3 separate regions of the Zea mays genome follow, and regions 2 and 3 are each linked to region 1. The links are chromatin contacts, called in public Hi-C maps. All regions are on one chromosome and are shown on one strand. Each heading gives the region's core, a stretch centred on a gene start, on an enhancer-like site or on the middle of the called end of the contact. The rest is flanking DNA. Distances are from core to core; before and after follow the strand shown.

Region 1 (5,016 bases), core at 1,492-3,991:
ACAACAACAAAAGTGTGTATTCCTCTATTCCTCTTAGTAGATCAGAACTACTCGTCATCAAGATTATACTTCCAGTTCCAGTTACGGATTGGTTTTCTAGGGACTTAGGAATCGATCCTATGCAGTATAGATTCTAACAGTACATGCCCTAAGGTTAAGGTGACGCTCTAACGCACAAAGCCCCTCGTTTAATGATCGTAAGGTTAGTTAATAATTGTACAAGATAAGATGGATGCGCAGTGCCGATATGGAGCTGATAATATATACAGTGCAAAGGAAAGGATGTAAATGTGGAGTAGGGGCCGACAGAGTGAGTGAGTGAGTGTGCAATCTTTGTTGTGTGCGTGCATGTGAGAAGAACCCCGTCAGCAGTCGAAAGGCAGGACGCAGCAAAAGCACCCGTGGCGCTCTACATGAGGCTGACTGAGCCTTATCCACTAATCCAGCGGAAAGGCGGGTGTGTTAATAGGGAAGCTAGCCTTTGGATTCCACTTATGATCGATGCAATCTAAAGTTAGCCCGTTCGGGTGGGTGTGGGGTGGGTGGCTTCTGGCGTCGCGCCGTCACCTGATCGCGAAGACCAGTGGGCGGGCGGATCGGCAGTTGATGACTTCTTTTCGGTGTGGAGCAGAAGCGGGAGGGGAGACGGGGAAACAAGAAAACGGAGCCGGACCCAAGTTTGGTTAGAAGATGAACGGGGTGGCCACCTGCTCGGAACGGCCGATAGATGCGGTGGCCGGCCGGCCGGCCACATGTATACGTACGTGGATGGGGGATGGGCCGGGATGGTGATGGTGTCCGTTTTTTCTCCGTCTCCGGTGTGCTTTCAGCTCGGAGTTGCACCAAGCCGAATCGTCTTTCGTTGGAGTAGTCTGCAGCGCGTGCCTGGTACTCGTCGTCGACTTTACACTTTTAGCTAGGGGAGTTTCCGTTGGCGACCAGCCAGCCAGCCAGCTCTTGCTCGACTCCAAATTGGACACCGCGTATTCAGCACGTGCTACTCTCTCCGTCCGAATATTATGGCCTCGTTGGTGGTTGCCTGAAGCCTCGGAGGCGTATCCGAGCCGCCAATTCAGCACCACTCGTGCGCGTCATTCGTCCGCACCTACTGTGGCCGTCGCGTCGGGGTCCGACGGGTTACTGTTAACATATAAACAGGGTTGAAGCATAGCATCCAAGTTTGCTGGTGTCACTATCGTTTATAACGGATCTCATCAATACTATAACCAGTGCTTAAATAATATTCTACACTGGATTTTTCCGAATTCATCGATGTCAGCTGACACATGTACTAAGCTTTAGCTCCGCCCCCTGCATATAAAAAATCGGACGATGTTAAAAACCCTAAGTCATTTCTTTCTCCTCCACACATCGCGGCCGTTCTGTTCTTCATCTTCTTCAGCTAACCGAAGACGTCCTCTCTGACCTACTTGTATTCTTTTCTTTGATATGTATTTTTCTATCTTATATGTGAATTGACCAATTCACAGTTGATATTAGAGTTATGTTTTTTTTTTATCATGAGCCCAATCCCGTTATGGGTGGGTTAGGATTAGGGTTTACCTAACCCAAATCCACTATGTTCTTTTCCTTTCTTCTATAATTTGGGGATTATGGTTATGGTTAACTTATCCGAACCTCTTTTTGTTCTTGCGCTTTCTTCTGATTTGTAGATTAGAGTTAGGGTTACCTAACCTAAATCCTTTTTTTGTTAGATTTGAGAGTTCAGGTTTAAGGCTACCACCCTAATCCCATTATTTTCTGCAGTCTAGTTCCTCTCCATGGTCTATTATCGGGTTATGGATATAATAGGTATTTTTGGACCCTATATCCCTTTTGTTGACACGAGCTCTGTTCTTAACTCTAGCTTCTTATGTATGTGAAATACGGACTTTGGTGGCTCCGATGCTATTGATATATTTCTAAGACCCTTGGGACCGGTCTAAGTCCCTTGGGATCGATGATGTACAAGGCTTAATCCTAATCTGAGAGGTTGAGGGGAGAGGAAAACACGAGTCCTACCTTCCTATGCCATGTTGATGGTCGTGATCGCCAACACAGTCATGTCCTGCATCGGTGTTCCTCCATCTTTGTTGATGTATGGTGACATCATGTCGCTGGCCACCGATGCCATCCGATCCATGATTAGTTTTTGCCTTGCTGGTGGCTCCTTGGAACCCGGCAACAATGGAGACGTGGGCTCCATTGACCGATATCGTCATAGGTTGATGCGTTTCTAGTCACTGATCAGAAGTGCCTAGAAGATCGGGTCATCTCTGCCAACGTTGCGGCAGAAGTGCCTAGAAGATTGGGTCATCTCTGCCAATGTTGCGGCTAGGGTTTACCGGAGTACAAAGCATTGGCTTCCGTGCCCAGTCCTACCGTGGTTTTATATTGCAAACATGAGATTTTTTTAAAAAAATATGATAAAATAAAAAAGGCGATCACACGGTCAACATAGCTGACCTCCAAATCTCCAATAGACACATGTTGTGGACTGTGGTATCGCGAGAGAAAAGCTAGACACCGGTTTCGGAGTTATTCGCTTTAGGTTAAAGTTAACTGTTGAAATTGTAGCAGTTGTAATACATAGAGACAAAACAATATAAAAAGTAGTATAAGTTGGTATATATTAAAGTTAAGCGTACATGCTAGAATTCGTTTTCTCTGGCCGCTGCACCCACCTCCTCATCTCCACGTCCACTCTGTAGCTTAACTTTAAAGAGGCTAACCCGCCGCGTCACCCCGCCGCTGTGGCGTCGGTTAGCGCGCGTAACCAACGTCCTAATCATCACGCCTCCTGCTCTGCTCGTGTGCCTGCACTTGGCGCTGCTGTGCGTATATTAAAGCCAAGGCAGCAGCCACGGCGTGAGCTTCCTTCCCTCGTTCATTCCCTCCCGGTTCAGGCCCTGTAGTCCTGTACCAAGTTTTCGTAGGCATTCGGATCGAGGCAGGCTAGGCTTTCGTTTCGTCCGGAAGAAGCAAGCTAAAGGAAGGCGATCGGATCGGAGGCCATCGGGAACGGAACGGAACGGAAGAAGCCTCAGCTCGAGGTACGTACGTGCTCATGCATGCTTATTCCCGTTTATAGTTGTGGAACCAGGATCGCTCCTGCTCTGTTTTCCCATTAACTAAACTCGATCAGCTTGCACTGCGCTGCGGCTGCGCCTTCGTTCATCGTTCGACGATCTCTCCCCCGGCCGGTGCTGCAACCCAACCCGTGCGTGCACTGCCAGCCAGCGCTGCTGGTCAGAGCACTACACTGGCCGCTTGCCTTGCCCAACCGCAAAACCAAATCAGAGATGAATCTTTACTAATCTTCTCTCCCGGTAGCAGTCACCGTGCATGCTGGCAAGCAGGACAGCACCTTCCATCAGATCCTTCGCCTGTCATCTTCTCCATTCCATACCCATAATATAGGCGACGCGACAGGTCACTGCTCACAAACTACCGTCGGATTTAGGTGTTTTAGCTCACCAACCACCTGGATTAGACGACGGACGTGGGGGGTCCATGTTAGCACCTAGGAAGGGGGGATCGGGAGAGGAAGGTGCTCGGCTGGGAAGAACACTTGGAGAAGAAGGGAGCAGGGCGTCGTTTCCTTTTTATCCCTTAGCTACAACTCCACACTACTGACTAGCCCCCATTCACTTACACGGCCCACTCAGGCCCAGTTACTCGGACGTTACCGTGCTTCTTCCTGTTGAGACGTCCTTCGTCAGCTTGCTTCTCTGTCGTCTGCTTTTCCTTCAATCCGCTCGCATCCAGATTCTGTTGAGCCGCGTGGTGCTGACAGTCCAGCCTGTGTGTGAGTGACAGCCACCGGTACTTGTGCGCTCCCCTTCCACAGTTTGACGACACTTGGGCGATGCTCTCGGCCGACGACACTGACAACAGGAGAGTGTGCAAAGCATATCAGCAGCGAGCGAGTCCCGGTCCCGGATTCGCATCTCAATTATTTCCTTCCTTCCGCTTCCGCTTCCGCTGCGACGTCGCACACACTGCGCGCGTTGATAGTGAGACACCCTGCTGTTGGACAGTTCCACCTCTGCACAGAAGAACTCGAAACCTCTGCAACCTAACATCCCTATGATTGAGCCTTGACACGCTGTCACGGTAGACTGATTAGTCTTTAATGGTAGCACTGTTTTGGCGTCATACGACTCTCTACAAAAACTGCTCCGCTCTCTCCGCTTCAAATCATAATCAATCTTATAGGGGTAGTATATTTGTGAACGGAGTGAGTAGTATGTTTTATGGTAAACATACTTTGGCGGCATAAATGCTTATGTTATTCTGTGAAAGGAATTTTGGTCAAATGATGATGTTATTCATTTGCTTAAAAAAATCCCAGCTCTCAAGTGTCAACCAGTTTTGAGTTTTATCAGATATTTATATAAAAAATACTAACAACTACGAGTATGCGTGTTTGGTGGCATAAATGTTTGCTGTTATTCTATGAAATTGTTGTACTTTTTTTTTGGTTTTAAACCTAGGCTTGGGTTCTTTTGGGGTGGAGGGAGTGCAACTTTTCTAGTTTTTTTACAACCTCTACAAAAAAAAAATACAACACAATGAATAATACCAAATTCTCAATGAAATTATGTTTTCCAAGCTCATGTATTTGAACTTGTAGATGTTAGTATTACTTCTAAGAAATAAAAAAAAAGTTAGAAAAAGTTTGACCCAATTTAAGTCAATTCTCAAATAAACTATAGGCTTAGACGAAGAAAATGTAAAAGTACATGCATATGTCGAAAAAGTACTTTTATGCGGTTGGTATATGCCTTCAGAACGTAAATATTACTCCATAAGTTCCAAGATACATGAAATTTTAATTTTGCTTTAGGTCAGACTCTTCTAATTTGATCAATGTTTAGGAAAAAAATATATTAATATCTGAAATGCCAAAAAAAAACATGTGTACATGTTTCGTGTTAAATTCAACAAAAAAACTCATTTCATTCTGTAGTAGATACTGGTGTATTCTCTTATATTTTTATTGGTTAATGAGTT
Region 2 (5,016 bases), core at 1,624-4,123, 240 kb before region 1:
TCCTTGTTGGCCCCTACCTACCTAGTACTGTACACCACTTCATCATCGAACTGTCTGATGATTTTTTCAAAACTTTTCATATCTTCAATAATGAATTATCCGAGGACTATTCAAGAAATGTTTCAGCTGATGCAGGTGCAACTGCGTGCGTCACTCAGACTCAACTGCGGCTGCCACGGCCAGTGCTCCGTGCTGCAGAGGCGACCGGAGCGCCTCCTTCGGCGTGGACGCCTCGCACCCCCTTGCTGCTGTTGTCGCGGGCGCTGGGTGGTTGTTGAAGCTTCGCGCGAGTGGCGAGGCGACCCGGGAGGCGGCGGCGGCGGCGCACCTCGGAGAGAGGTTGACCTGCTCCAGCGCCTGCAGCTGGAGCTCGGACGGGTAGTCGCGCACGCAGCCGATGCGGGGCCCCGCCCCCGTGGTCCACTTGAAGGACAGCTGCTTGCCCAGCTGGTACGACTTGGCCCCCTTCTTGGAGTTGATCCGCTGCAGGATCTTCTCCCGCGGCACGGGCGCTTGCCGCTCCTCCTCTTCCTCCTCGGCCTCGGCCGCCTGCTGCTGCTGCTCCCCGGCCGCCGCCGCCGCCGCATCCTGGTCGACGTCTTCCGATGGGTCTCGGCCTCCTGCCGCTGATCCCCCTCTGCCCCAGAACTCCTCGTCCTCCTCCTCTGGGCTCATCTGCAGCGACCGAGTCCACGAGAAGAGTTAGCTTCAACCTTCAACAAGACATGAACTTTTTACTTCACACAGTTAGATTTCTGCCAACCAACCTTGACGTCGGTTAGGTCAACCGAGTTGTCCTTGAGGAAGCTCTTGAACTCCTGGAAGTTCTCCTCCGTCGGGCGGTAGTGCCCGCTGTGAGGCCAAATAGCCTGTCACGCAACACCAAGCATAGCAGATTAATTCGTCATCTAATCTAATAAACCGATCACTGAAAATGCATGCACAAGTAATGACAGTAGATTATTGAAAGGCAGTACCTTCAAAGTTCCATTCTCAACGACCAGTCGCCCAGCGGCAGAAGTGGCCCCTCCAGCGAGGAAGCTAGAGTGCTGAAATGTTCCCTTTTTCTTCTGCATCCATTCGAAGTTGCGATCCAGGACAACGACGTTACACGATGAACAGAGGATGAGTCTCTAGGCTCGAGTGAGCCCTATTTTTTTTTCCCCAATGCATGCGATGGGTATTTACCTGGCCAACGTACAGGTTCTTAGACGTACTAAGAACAAAGATCCACTTGGCGTCTCGCGGCCCGGACGAAGTGTCAAGGATCCGCCGGCTTTTCTTGTGCAAGAACCTGCCGTCCTCGATCACGACTTCATAGTCCTCTCTCTCTTTCTGCGCAGATATATAAAAAGGATGGTGTATCAGCCTCCTAGCTCTAGCTTTTCACCTAGCTTGCTTGCTCGCTCCATCTCTTTGTGAAATACTTACTGGGCCAAGGTACTTGATGCACTGGCTCAGAAGCTTCGATCTTGAGCACTTGCCTTCGAGATTCATCTCTCTGCCTTCTCCGACGTCAAGCCTGCATGTGCATCGGCCAAAACCAAGACCGTCAGCTTCAAACGACCGTCGCAGCCGAGATGGTAGCAGCAGGGTTAGCAGCCAGGAGCACTCACCAGTAGAAGAAAGGCTGCTTGCTTTCGGAGTGGAGCCAGCAGTCGTAGTAGCAGTGAAGGTTGTGGCCGTACCGGTGCCGCGGGTCAATCTGCTCATAAAAACAAATCTCAGTTTGAAACTAACTGTTTATAGATTCGAAAAAAGATGTGTAAACTGCAAAACTGTTTAGATTGTGTTTCTCACCGCTTCCAGCCAGTGCTGCAACGCAAGCTTCTGAGCATTCTCGTCCTTCAGCAACCCCTTTCCAACCTGAGAGAGAGGCGTCCAAATTCCAACAGAAATGTTAGCAGCCCAACCCACAAACATTATAAATTCGTTCCACAATACTGGCACTAGCACAAAAAGAAAAAGAAAAAAAAAACTGTGTTACCTTGGCGACTCGCGTTCTTGCCCTTGACCACTTGGACACGGCGGTCTCCTGCTTCTCGATGTCGAAGAAGGAAACGGAGCTGCGCTTTAGCAGCGCGAAGTCCAGCAGCTTCCACCAGCTCTGCTCCACGAGCACGGCGCAGTCGGCGAGCTGGCGCCGCGTGCGGAAGCTCTTGTACACCTTCTGCAGCCTGAGCGCCGCCGCCTCGTGCTTGGGGCTGTCCGCGGCCGCCGGCCCGGCGAACCTAGCTCCCCTGGGCAGGGGTCCCGGTCCCGGCGCGGGCATGGCGGCGGTCCGGATGGAGATCTCGGTCTCCACCTGCAGCGCGGCCTGCGCCCGCTTGAAGCTCAGCGACCCCTCGATGCGCAGCTTGCCGGAGCCCAGCGCCGCCGTGAAGACGGCCGGCTCCTCCCCTGCGCCGCCGGCGGACGGCGGCGCCGCCTCCTCCTCCACCAGGTGCAGCGGGTCGTAGTCGTCGGCGGGGCACGAGAAGAGGACTCCCATGGCAACGGCGACGGCGACGGCCTTGTTGTAGCGGCTGCAGGAGACCGCGTGCAGCAAAGCAACCGATTGATGCGCAAGAAGAAGATTTGGAGCGCGAGCGAGAGGAAGAGAAATGCAAGAGGGGAGAATGAGGCAGCCTCGATCCGTAGCTCTCACCTATCACAATGTACGTATATGGGCTTGCTGTTTGCCGGAGCTTGAGTTCCTCTTCCCCCTCCGGCGCCTTGTTCCTTGCTTCCTTCTCCTCCTCGTCAAACAGGACAGAGGGCTAACTGGTGGCGGTGGCTAATTATGTGAGAGGATTAGTGTGAGACAAGGCCCATATATAGACAGAGGGGGAGCAGCTGAGCTGATGAGGGTCGCTGTCGCTGGCGGTGTGGACTTCTGGGTGGCGGGGCGGGGCGCGGGGGTGCGCGCGAGAACGAGAAGCCGACCCACCAAAAGACGATTAGTTTTGTGGCGGTTCCACGTGTTGTCGGGGATGGGATGTCAGAGTTGGTCTCACTCGGAAGTCGGAATCGCGGTGGCGCTAGGCTGCCGCGGCCCGCGGTCAGTGGCATGGCTGGCAACCGTGTATCAAAACCAGCGATGCTGCTGCGGCTGCCTGACTCCGCAAGTCCGCATCCAGCCGTGTCCTCGGGAGTCCGGAAATTTTCGAAATTTTCGGTCCGCAACACTGCGAAGGTACCTGCAGGGATTTTTTTTAAAAAAATATTTTCAAACCTATCTTTGAAAATAGTATCTGACAAATTTCTCTGTAAAAACTAACCCATTTAGTCATCCCAAACTCCCTGCACATTTCATCTTTCTTGATTTGATGTTTGTAAGACGATTGATTGCTAGGATTGATGCTTTAGATAAATTTGAGATATCTTTAGCTTATACTATCTCTACCAGCTTACTTATCCTCATACTCATATTCAAACTTCACTCTGCTAACAAAGCAGTCTACTGTCGACGTTTCGAGACCGGGGAGTCCCTAAGCCGACGAGTGAATGTGCCCCAGCCCAGATGGGTCGAGCGCGTGGGCGAGCGCGAAGGGGGGAAGCGAGGTGGCCGGAGACGGGCGTGAGAGAGGTGGAAATCTCGCGGCCTTCGTGTTCGTCCCGCGCCCAGGTCGGGTGCACTTGCAGTAGGGGGTTACAAGCGTCCGCGCGGGTGAGGGAAGCGAGTGGCCCCAAGAGAGCGCATGTCTCGTCCTCGTCCCCGCGCGGCCAACCTTCTCTAAGAAGGCCCTGGTCCTTCCTTTTATAGGCGTAAGGAGAGGATCCAGGTGTACAATGGGGGTGTAGCAAAGTGCTACGTGTCTAGCGGGGGAGAGCTAGCGCCCTAAGTACATGCCAATGTGGCAGCCGGAGAGATCTTGGCACCCAGCTGGTGTGGTGTCGTGGCTGTCGGAGGAGCGGCGGAGCCTGGCGGAGGGACAGCTGTCGGAGCGGTTGAGTCCTTGCTGACGTCCTCCTGCTTCCGTAAGAGAGCTGAGAGCCGCCGTCGTCACAGAGCTTGCGGGGCGCCATCATTGCCTATCTGGCAGAGCTAGCCAGATGGGACATCAGTCTTGTTCTCTGCGGCCCCAATCGGCTCGGGGTAGAGTGATGATGGCGCTTCCCGCTGACGTGGCTGGCCTGCGCTCTAGGTTGGGCGTCGTGGAGGCTCCTCCGAAGCCGGGGTCGAGTCTGTCTTCCGTGGCCGAGGCCGAGTCCGAGCCCCTAGGTCGGGCGAGGCGGAGGTCGTTCGGCAGAGGCCAGGGCGGAGTCCGAGCCCTGGGGTCGGGTGAAGCGGAGTTCGTCGTCTTCTGGGGCTGAGCCCGAGTCCGAGCCCTGGGTCGGGCGGAGCGAAGTTCGCCGTCTTCCGGGACTTAGCCCGAGTCCGAGCCCTGGGGTCGGGCGGAGCGGAGTTCGCCGTCTTCCGGGACTTAGCCCGAGTCCGAGCCCTGGGTTGGGCGGAGCGGAGTTCGCCGTCTTCCGGGACTTAGCCCGAGTCCGAGCCCTGGGTCGGGCGGAGCGGAGTTCGCCGTCTTCCGGGGCTTAGCCCGAGTCCGAGCCCTGGGTCGGGCGGAGCTGAGTTCGCCATCTTCCGGGGCTTAGCCCGAGTCCGAGCCCTGGGTCGGGCGGAGCGGAGTTCGCCGTCTTCCGGGGCTTAGCCCGAGTCCGAGCCCTGGGTCGGGCGGAGCGGAGCTTCCTATGGTGCCTTCGGCAGGGCCTGACTGCCTGTCAGTCTCACTCTGTCAAGTGACACTGCAGTCGGAGTGGCGCAGGCGGCGCTGTCCTTCTGTCAGACCGGTCAGTGGAGCGGCGAAGTGACGGCGATCACTTCGACTCTGCCGGGGGCGAGCGTCAGGATAAAGGTGTCAGGCCACCTTTGCGTTAAATGCTCCTGCGACTCGGTCGGTCGGCGCGGCGATTTAGTCAGGGTTGCTTCTTAGCGAAGGCAAGGCCTCGGGCGAGCCGGAGATGTGTCCACCGTTGGAGGGGGGCCTCGGGCGAGACGGAAATCCCTCGGGGTCGGCTGCCCTTGTCCGAGGC
Region 3 (5,016 bases), core at 1,692-4,191, 140 kb before region 1:
GCTAACAGAAAGAGACCCCTGCCTATGAGGAGACCTGCTAACAATGGGGCTTGCACTCCTTGATCTGTTGACAGCTGGGGAACGCGACAAAGATCTCTCCCGAGGTCGAGGAGCCGGGGACCTGTCAAGATGGTATGTGAGCCAATCAATTGGATTGGGACACTGCGAGCGCATGGAGTTTTCATCAGCATATAAAAGGATGGCAGCAACTCGTACCTTGAATAGTGCTTTCGCTTAGGTGCTGGCGAGTAGCTTCGGCTTTGGGACCGTGATCTACCCCTAGGAGAACCGTTCAACCCAGGTGACCTTGAGCGCAACCTCCCATCATAAGAACGGCCTCTGCCACTACATAAGTAAAAAATTGCACAAGTAAATTAGCTTTTGCCTCTTAAAATGCTATGGCAGAATGATAGTGTACACGGTTATAGAATGGGTATCACAAAGGGAAGACAACTGTTACCTTATTTTTTCCCTGGCCCTCATGTCAGAAGGCTTCTTCCTGTTTTCCTCTGCAAAAACAACAGCAATTTCCCTTCCAAGCAGCATCTTCCCATCCATATAGTACTTTGCATCAGAAGCATCCTCAGGATCAAAGTATTGGATGAACCCAAATCCTCTAGGTTCCCTGAAACAGAAAGCAAATTAGTGTTTCACTAAAAGCAACAATGCTTCAGAACCATTAAGGAGAAGACCCCTGCAGAGACAATCAAATCAAGATGTTGCGAACTCTTCCTTCCAAGAATGGTGATACAAACAAATCAATTTCAGTCGATACACAAATCAATCTCAAAGGTAAAGCAGGCACTAAGCTGCTGACCTTGCAGTCATCAGTGTTTAGAGATACACTTGAAACTCTTCATAACTTGCATATCTCTTTAAACCTCTATTTCTTCCTTTTCTTCAATAGTACTCTTAAGACTTGCGTCTTCAAAAAAGTTACTTTCACTGTTAATCTCAGGGGGTGCGTAAAGCAACCCAGTGTAAACCATACGATACAGAGAATAATAATTAAAAATCTGTAAAGAACATGCTTATAATATGTTAAAAACAAGCAACAACAATCATAATCCTGTTCTGGAGCAAATATACTTTAGTGTACTATAAAGTTCAGGGAGAGATCTCCAAGTTGCACATAGGTGTCCATGGGCAAACACCCACTCACAATAATTAAGTCAAGGTACCTTACCGAGTGTAGTAATCCTTTGGCAGATATATGTCTTTAACGGGGCCAAATTTTCCAAATGGTCTACGAAGGTCATCAGGCCTACAGTTGTGATAACAGCCAAGTTACAGTAGTGAAGTATCAAAGAATAATCCATTCTCATTGCTATATGCAATAGGAAGCACCTCATAAACATGGAAAACAAAAAGGGATTTGCAACAAAAGAACTCAGTAAAATCAAGAGGGGTACGCTTCGTTAAGGCATAACTTACGAAGCAGAATGCATTACAAACCCCTCTGAATAGCTAGACAGAACTGTATATTTACAATTTCTATATGTTCTGAGCAGGAGCAACATTACATGGGACCAGTTTGAAAAAACAAAGATCAACATGTTTTTTTTCATTGCAAGAAAAAATGCTATAAGTCTTAAGAAACTAAGAAATTACCAATTACAAGCCTGCTAATTATATTCCCTCTGACAAGTTCAAATATTAGAATGAATTACCTATTTTACCAATTCAATAACTATTGACAGCAGCACCAAAGAAAATCCATTCTACTACTGATCCAGGAGCAGGGGAAATCTTACCTACAATCCCGACGAAGATTCCTCACCAAAAGACTAGTTGGGAGGTCCCTATCAGTATCACGGCCTCCATACCGACCACGAGGACTTGGGCTGCGAGTTCTTCTCCTGTAGCCTCTTGGTGGCGATGGACTGTGATTATAGCTTCTCCCCATGTTGTTCTAAGAAGCCAAGAGAAAACAATAAGATTCGTTAGAACTGGCACAATAGCAATTATGTCCATCAAAACCATGCATTTACATACCAGACCCACTTAAGAAAAGAATCAAGGCTATGTCGAATACATATATACTCAAACAGGCACCGAAGCATAAAATTATTAACTAGTTAATGTAAGTAGGCTACACTAAAAGCTAATTGGACAACAGAAGAAAAAAATGCGTGCTGTAAATAGCTTGCTTCTTTAGTTGTTTATTATATATGCAAGGAATCCAACTCCATCCCGTATTTTGACCAATAGAATCAGGTTTGAGAAACTGTTGCTTAAGACACGCTCATGCACACATGTCATCTATAATGAACCTATGCAGTATTACAGTCCATAAGCATAGGAAAGAACAGGTATCTGTAAATCTGTATGAGCAAATACAACTAATAACATATTTAAGTGTTGTGCATATTTTGTTTGAGGCAGATAGTTTTCCTTCTTTTTTTCCTCTTCGCAATTCTACTGGGAGATTCTGCCGGCACGTATCTACCGCCGTCCATCCCACCCTCCACTCCGGGTGGGAAATAACAGCTTCAGCACGCATACGGCCCTCCTCCAACGATGCCGCCTCACAGACGACTAATCCCAAAAGGAACTAAATCCAAGGCAACAGGACGACGGTCCACCTTCCGCAACGCGATAACGAACTATGGTTCCTCGACAGGGAGAAACGACAGACCGAATCGACTAGACAGAACGCATAACGAACATCATCCGACCGCGTCAGATTCGAAGCGGGGAAGACCACGGGGAGTGCACCGCAGCGCTTACCTCGGCGGAGCAAATCGGGCGAGGGCACTGGCGGCAGACTATCAGCAATCGCCAATCAGGCGGCGCAATCCTCTCCGCTCTGGAACCGGAGGCGTACCTTTCCTCTTTGTCTAGGGCACGGGGGAGGGGGGGGGGGGGGGAGCGGCTGGTTGTCTCCTGTCTCCGGAAGCTTCCGAGGCCCGAAAGCGCGACGGGTGTGTGAAAGAAGGGTGGGCGGGGATTTGGGCTGCCTGGTGCAACAGTTTGTGTGGGCGGGCCGAGCTATGCTCGGTTCGGTCTTGGCGTGGGCCTGTAGATCATGGGATTAAGCCCAAAACAAGGTCAAGGTTCTCTGGGTTGGAAGGAACTTTTTTTTCTTTTTTCCTTTCCAAATGACTCTTTGAGGAGAAAAACTTTTTTTGAAAAAAAAATCAACTCTCACGGTCCAATTGTAGGACGTCTAAACATCCATGGTAACGATTGACTTCCAATCTTTTGTAAAGATATACTCTTGTCATCCTAAACTATAAGATATTTTAACTTTTTTAAGATATATTATTTTATTATTGTGGGTCTCTCTCTCTCTCTATATATAAAGTGCATATCACAATTTATAAATATCTGGAAAAGGTGAAATATATTATATAGTTTACAACAGATGGAGTGCTATTTAAAATAGGAAAGGTTATATATATATATATATATATATATATATATATATATATATATATATATATATATATATATATATATATATATATATATATATATATATATACACCCACTATATGTATTTAGAGCCCTGGGATCTATTTAGCTAGAGGAAGCCCCAGCTAAATATGAACGCACGTGCATTCACAGTCGGCCGACTTTTCAGATTCTATATAAATACTGACGTGCTCCGCGATTAGCTCCTTTGCTCCCGGCTCAGTTTCCATAACCGCAAAACCCCAACCCCGCCCCGACTCCGGGAATCTCCGCCGACTCTTCCATCCCCGACGACTCTTCCAGCCCCTCGCCGCTCGCTGTCGATCCAGTCGCAATCGGCATTTGAGCGGCGCGTCCTCGGTGTCCCCAATCCACGCTCCAATATTCCCGCCGCTGCGTCAGGAGACCGAAGTCCAGACCGGAGAAAACCCTACTTTCTCCGCCGACGCGTCTGCTTCCTCGCTCTCCACCGACCCGACTGCTTCCACGTTCTCCGCCATCTTCCACATTCGCCGCCGTCAACGGGTACCGCTCCAATTGGTAGCCCTTCCCTAACCATTTTCGGTGTGTTCTTCCCAACCCTAGCTCGCGCGCATTTCATTGGATCGACTTCGACCGTCAACAAACGAGTTATTTTTTGTTCATTCTGCATTGTGTGGATTACGGCTAGGGTGGAAAATATTTATGCAGTTGATTTATTACATTTACGCACATTTACACAGTTGGTTACGCACATTTACACAGTTGTTTATGCACATTAGGTTACATGTTTATGCACATCAGTTAAAGTTTTTTTTTCACAGATTATGTTCAATTGGTAATTGAGTGGTCATCTAGTTGTTTTTGTGACTGCATACATATATTTATTCCATTATTTTTATAGTTAATACATTTCTGTTCACAGCATGTATTGTTTTATTGAATCATATCCAGTTTTTTATTATTTTAAAACAGACATTATTTATTACACTAGTTCACAGTTAATACAGCTTGTTTATAGCAAGTTTTGTTTTGCTCAAACATATTCAGTTTGTATGCAAATTGTGTTTCATGTTTGCAACTGTATGCAATTGTATGCAACATATTCAGATTTTTATGACTGTAGAACAGGACAGAACATATATGCTACTGTGTTTCATGTATGCAACTGTATGCAACTTTATGCAACATATTCAATTTTTTATGATTGTATATCAGGTCAGAATATGTATGCAACTGTGTTTAGTAAATGAGGAGTCAACTAGTTGTTTTTCATAGAGTATATTTTTTATATAAAATTTCATATATATTTAGTGCATACATTTATGTATTTCAGATGATTACAGCTAATACATTATTGGTTACAGCAAGGTCTGTTTTTCACTTATTATTGAACAGTTCAGTATATGTTTTATCGAATCATATCCAGTTTTTTATTATTATAAAACATACATTATTTATTACACTAGTTCACAGATAATACAGCTTGTTTATAGCAAGTTTTGTTTTGCTCAAACATATTCAGATTTTTATGACTGTAGAACAGGACAGAACATATATGCAACTGTGTTTCATGTATGCAACTGTATGCAACTTTATGAAACATATTCAGTTTTTTAT

Evidence for each region. A called contact is a pair of places that touch in the nucleus more often than the background predicts.
Region 2: a Hi-C map of bundle sheath shows a contact between it and region 1, with 5 times the contacts expected there. The contact joins the promoter of LOC103639108 here to the promoter of LOC103639107 in region 1. A contact is called at or near these places in 3 of 25 Hi-C or Micro-C datasets (bundle sheath, ear and tassel).
Region 3: a Hi-C map of tassel shows a contact between it and region 1, with 3 times the contacts expected there. The contact joins the promoter of LOC100193374 here to the promoter of LOC103639107 in region 1. A contact is called at or near these places in 2 of 25 Hi-C or Micro-C datasets (ear and tassel).

Annotation. Positions count from the first base shown.
Region 1 is chr9:132,451,510-132,456,525 of Zm-B73-REFERENCE-NAM-5.0, reverse strand. LOC103639107 (glucan endo-1,3-beta-glucosidase 1) reads left to right here and starts at 2,741. Exons shown (of 4, transcript XM_008661904.3): 1 at 2,741-3,053.
Region 2 is chr9:132,686,642-132,691,657 of Zm-B73-REFERENCE-NAM-5.0, reverse strand. LOC103639108 (Putative calmodulin-binding family protein) reads right to left here and starts at 2,873. Exons shown (of 9, transcript XM_008661905.4): 1 at 2,648-2,873; 2 at 1,988-2,525; 3 at 1,801-1,866; 4 at 1,617-1,705; 5 at 1,432-1,522; 6 at 1,189-1,335; 7 at 978-1,070; 8 at 768-869; 9 at 1-675. The coding sequence starts at 2,491. The coding sequence ends at 151.
Region 3 is chr9:132,593,398-132,598,413 of Zm-B73-REFERENCE-NAM-5.0, reverse strand. It overlaps LOC100193374 (Splicing factor, arginine/serine-rich 2), which reads right to left and starts at 2,941. Exons shown (of 7, transcript NR_183552.1): 1 at 2,731-2,941; 2 at 1,755-1,912; 3 at 1,187-1,264; 4 at 818-925; 5 at 461-625; 6 at 217-345; 7 at 1-121.